2 separate regions of the Oryctolagus cuniculus genome follow, and region 2 is linked to region 1. The links are chromatin contacts, called in public Hi-C maps. All regions are on one chromosome and are shown on one strand. The core of a region is the stretch at or near the end of the contact, and the rest is flanking DNA. Distances in the headings are between cores, read along the strand shown.

Region 1 (2,700 bases), core at 40-2,539:
CCATCCCTTACTTGGCAGAAGCGAATTCCTGATGTCTGCCTTCATTCATCTCACATGGCGTTCCCGTGAGAGTGCCTGTGTCGGAACCTCCTCTTTTTTCGTAAGTGCACCTGTCACCCTGCATCAATGCCTGCCCTCGTGAGCTTCCCTGCGCTAGTTATAACCGCAGGGACCCTGCTTCCAAACAAGGTCACCTTCGGAGGCAGTGGTGGCGGGGACTTCAACATACGAATTTTGGGGAACACAATTCAATTCATAACAATGAAAGAGAGAGGTAGGGAAGGGGGAGGGAAAGGGGGGTGAAGGGAGGGGAAAGGGGAAGGACTGAGCTGGTCCAAGTGCAGATGGGCTCATGTATATGGCACCTGGTTAGGAGAGTTCTCCCGGGGTAGGCGTGTAACAGTGCCTGGTGATTCTTACAAGGAGTGCACCTGTCATTGAGAGCATCTGCAAACAGTAAAGGGACCGAGTGTGAATACTATCCTGCCATCTCTAGCCCTCCCACCCACCACCATAGGCACCAACTCTGGAATCATGACACATATATGCCTCATATATATACATGTGTGTGTGTGTATATATATATGCCCCATTATAAATGTATATGTACATATATATTTACAATGAATATAAATCATATCTATAAATTTTTAAATTTATTTATTTGAAAGGCAGAGCTACAGGTGGAGGAAGAGACACAGAGGGAAGCTTCCGTCGATTGGTTCACTCCCCAGATGGCCACAATAGCCAGGATGGGTTCAGGCTGAAGCCAGGAGCCTGGAACTCCATCTGGGTCTCCCACATGGGTGGTGGGGGCCCAGTTATGTGGGCCATCCTCCGCTGCCTTCCCAGGTACACTAGCAGGGAGCTAGATCAGAAGCAGAGAAGCCAGGATGTGGACTGGCACTCATAAGGGATGGCAGCGATGCAGGTGGTGGCTTAACCTGCTGTATCACAGTGCCAGCCCTGAGACCATGATTTTCTCACAGAATTCTCCTTCCTTCAAGCTGGCAACGTTGGCAGACGAGGCGTCCAACATTTACTGTCTGCAGAGAGCTTGGGCCTGGATGGTCTCAGTTACAACACAACATAATTTGTAAAAACATTAACTCGAAGATTTAAAAGGGCAGTAAAACGTCCTTACTGCACGCTTCTCGTTGGTGGGGTGGGGAGGGGCATCATTTGCTCATCCCAATTGCTGGATCTTGATTCAGAGCCTGCCCACTATATATGCAAAGTGTACATCAGCACTAGCTATAAATGCCTCAGCAACTCATTTTTTCCACAGTTTACTTGGCACTAAATTCTCTGCATAAATGCTCAGCGAATGATGTGGGTGCTAACAGCAACTGGCAGGCGGGCACACCTGGCTGGCTGACAGGCGGAAAAGATGGTTACGGGGATTCCTAAAGTCAACAGACCATTTGCACCAAGAAGAGTAAGCAAGGCTTTCTGATGTCTCAGCCGTTGACGTCTTGGCCGAAGGCCTCTGCTGTTCAGCTGAACACAGGGCAAACGGGGGTTCGCTTGATGTTCTGCAGTTGCTAGTTCCAGAATATCTGTCCACCCTGGTCCACTGTGCTCACTCCCCAGATGACAAAGGGCAGGGCTTCCCCAGCCGCCATCTCCCCAAACATTCCGGTCAGGACCACAGACACACGCATTTCCTAGTCCCAGCCAAGAGAACAAGGGTTTCAGAGCCTGGTTCAGGGTTCTGGGTTGGTTTTCAGCCAGAAGGTGGAAGGTGTGTGTGTGTGTGCGTGCATGTATGTGTGCATGTTTGTGTAGATACAGGGACAGAGAGTTCTTCCACCTGTGCAATAGCCAAGACTGGGCCAGGCCGAAGTCAGGAGCCGGGAACGTAATCCAGGTCTCCATGCGGGTGTAAGGACCTACTAACTCGAGCTGCTGCTACCTCCCATGTCTGTATTAGCAGGAGGCTGGAGTCAGGTGCTGGAGCTGGGATCAAACCTGAGCACTTCAGATGGAATGTGAGTACCCTAACCGCTCAGCCAAGCGCCCGCCCCGATCTGGACTCTTCCTTGTGCAGCCCCTCGTGCTGAGTCATGTTAGGGAAGGTGCTGGTCCTCTCTGAAGTTAGCTTCCTATAAGATGGGAACAATAACATGCAGGTACTTCAAAAAGTTCATGGAAAAATGGAATTAAAGGTGAGTTTACTTGAGTGCAAAAGGATTTTGAAAGCCATGCATGAGCTTTTCCATAACTGCATTTTCCACAAACTTTTTAAAGATCTCTTATATGCATGGATCTCAAAATTTTTTGTGCCTAAATAAGCTGATCTTTTACTTCTGTTTTCCATGAACTGTTCCAAGTGCCCTCGTACACAGCTAGCAGCTGCCATGAGGATTAAAAACTGCACAGAGCCTGGCCAGAGCCGGCCCTTGGTCAGCGCGACTTCCTGAATTTCCCCCCCTTTCATGGGATTTAAACAGTGCTGAACACTCACTGGGAGCTCTGACGACTCCAACTTCCGGCACTGCTTTGTGACGAGCAAGCGAGAGAGCTGTGGAAGTCTCCGGGAAGGCGGAAGGCAGCAGTGCGCCAACGTGCAGGGACACTAGGGTCAGGCATTGTTCTGAGAACCTGGCATGTTTAAAAACACTAGGGTTCCCACAACGGCCCTGTGAGTAAGAACTACGCTTACTCCTAGTTAACTAACACAGAAACCAAGGCACAGGA
Region 2 (2,700 bases), core at 154-2,653, 150 kb before region 1:
TGTAACCCATAATCCTGTGAATCTTGGAAAGTTCCACATGACATCAGGCGGTTGGGAGAGGCTACTGGGGATTCTGTGCTGCTGGTGAGCTCCGCTGGTCACAGTAGGGACCCCACGGTCACCCCAGGTATCCACTGGGGATCCGCGTCTTGACCCAGCTCTGCCTCTTGCAGCTGTAGGCCCTCAGACAGATGGCTACGCTTCCGTTTCTTCATCTCTACAGGGGAGACCGTGGGCGCCTCCCCGGGCTGTGGAGTGCATCATAAGCCACCTGGGACCGTCTACACCTGGGATCTGTTAACCATTCCCATTGGCTCTGGAAGGAGGCGAGCCTGGTAGGCACGGATTCACAGAAGGGTGAGCCTTTTGCAGGTTCACAGAGGGTTCAAGATCTGTAGGTTGCCGCAGGTATTGGTCACGAACAACAAAGGATAAAAAGGAGGAACCAAAATAAAAATCGAGCTAATCGCCCAGGCAGCTAGGAGGAGAGGAGGCAGCGGATACCAGAGCCCGTGTTCATAAATTATGGTTCACACTTACATACCTGTGTGGGTGTGTGCGCACGCGCACACACACACACACACACACTTCCTCTCTCCATCCCAAACACACCAGCTAGAGTCCAGCTGGCTTCCATAGCTTCAGTCCTGAACTTTGGTTCTTTAAAACCCGACCAAGACATTGTTACCAGTTGGCCCCCGGCAGGTGGACGTGTGGCACCAGGGTGCGTGGGCTGGGGGGACTTCTGTGTTCCCGTGCTTCTTCGCTGTGAGCGTGCATTCCGTGTGTAAGAATGAACAAAAAGCCGTGCTGCTCCTCGCTGGCAGGCTGGGCTTCCACACGGAAGCGTCATGGCTTCAGCGCAATTTCAAACAGCCTTTGCCAAGCAGGGTTCTGCAGCTTTTTTTCTCTGATCCTGGTGGCTCAGGGAACTTTCCAACCCACTCTGGAATCCAGCCTGGGTTTCCTGATTTCCCCACCCCCAGCTCTCAGCTGCAGCAGCCAGGCCAGCCCAGCCCCTTCCTGTGCTTTCCAGGGCAGCCCCCCTAGAGGAAGGCCGAAAAGGGAGGGAGGAGGAGGAAGAGGAGGGAGGGGGATGGTGGTGCCGGCCTTCCAGAGGGGGCCCTGGGACACTGGTGAAAGCCAGGTCAGGTCACACTCAGGCCAGAACTCCCAAACCTAGTGATGGAGAAGCCAGGTCAGGTCACACTCAGGCCAGAACTCCCAAACCTAGTGATGGAGAAGGTGAAACCATGGGAGACGGGAATCCGAGGGGAGGCAGCTCAGCAGAGGGGGGAGCCCGAGGGCCAGGAGGGGACTGGGCCTGCTGAGCAGAGCCCCTGCCGGGAGCAGCAGGAGGAGCCCAGAGCCCTGGCCTCCACCTCCACCCAGGTGTCTCCTCTCCTTTGCTTGTGTTCCAGAGGATCTGTGGGGCGTGGATCCCAGAGGGGCCCCAACACACTCTCCAGCATCAGCACCTGGAAAAATGACACGGGGGAGGCCGGGAGAGGCAGGCTTGCTCGCTCCTGTTGCACGTACCCACTTAGCAACATCACTGTCATTTCTCTACAGCATCCCTGACAGCTCCTCCCTGGGAGGCTGTGGGGGCCCAGCTGCCTGGCTGGCTGGGGTGGAGAGCATGGATTACCCTGCCGTGGCTCTGCTGTCCCCAGAGCCGCAGCGCTGGAGCACTCTGGGAGCCACGGGCCAGTGTGCGGGGCCTCCCACGGCCCAGGAACGCGGGTCCTTCACCGCTCCCTTGGCAAACAGGCACCTGCCTGTTGTCTTCTTGGGCCGCCTTCTGGGCATTATCAGGGCTGGCAGTGTTTGCCCGGCTGGGAAAGGCTCAGTCATGTTCACGGGGAAGCGGTGAATGAGAAGCCTTCTCCCACCTTCCTCAGTGCCCGGCGAGCACAAAGCAGCCTCCGACATGTTATCACCTCACAAACCTCAGGTGGGTCAATATTGACCGGCAGCATGATTGGCATGCCCTAGGCAGCACAGCCAGAGGGGGTGTCGGCAGGCCTTGGGCGGGAGAGGCCCAGCTCCAGGAAGACCAGGTGCCCCACCCCATCTCGCCTCCAAAGGGCGGCAAAGCTCCACCAGGTGCTCAGCCTACCATTGCCCTGCACCCGTGGCACCCTCAGGTCAACCTGTCTAGCTAAACCCCACATGGAGGGAGCCCCAGCCCCTGGCCAGGCGAGACGTCCTGGGGTTACCCGACATACGCCCCTTTCTCGCCATGTGGGTTGACACTGATGGCCCACCCTGGCCATGCCCCGAGGAATGCCCCTGATGCAGCCTGCAGATACCTGGTGGGTCAAGGGCAGGCTTCAGCGGGCATGCACCCTGTGGCTGATCCCTGGGCTGCCTGGAGCTTCAGGACACCCACACCCAAGCCACCAACTGACCTGCCAGCGCCTGTGGGGTTTGTCTGATGGATTGTGAGGGCCGCCTGCCCCCCAGGGCCCTCTGGACTCCCACCTGTGATCTTTTTCCTCCTGCATGTCCTTGGCATGGAGGTGATTTCTTCTTCTGATTCTTCTACCTTGTACTACAGTTATTTGAGGAGCTCATTTGCTGCCCTGGATGGCCCCTGGGCCACCCATGGTGGCTGCTGTGTCTTGCTAACCTCTGTGTCCTCTTTGGCTTGTGCCACTGCTTGCTTGGCATCAGTGCTGGTCATGGTGGCTGAGTCAG

The links. Hi-C and Micro-C count contacts between places; a contact is called where the count stands out from the background.
Region 2: a Hi-C map of an unstated tissue shows a contact between it and region 1, with 1.8 times the contacts expected there. The contact joins two enhancer-like sites. A contact is called at or near these places in 3 of 6 Hi-C or Micro-C datasets (ear pinna, psoas muscle and an unstated tissue).

What each region holds. Positions count from the first base shown.
Region 1 is chr4:84,427,285-84,429,984 of mOryCun1.1, reverse strand. All of the region lies in intron 3 of XXYLT1 (xyloside xylosyltransferase 1), which reads right to left. Among named protein-coding and RNA genes, the nearest start is that of XXYLT1, 110 kb to the right of the region's middle. Within about 2 kb of position 1,289, at least 1 of the 8 cell types and tissues checked has an H3K27ac peak or open chromatin away from gene starts, as enhancers often do.
Region 2 is chr4:84,579,579-84,582,278 of mOryCun1.1, reverse strand. No RefSeq gene overlaps it. Among named protein-coding and RNA genes, the nearest start is that of FAM43A, 170 kb to the left of the region's middle. Within about 2 kb of position 1,403, at least 1 of the 8 cell types and tissues checked has an H3K27ac peak or open chromatin away from gene starts, as enhancers often do.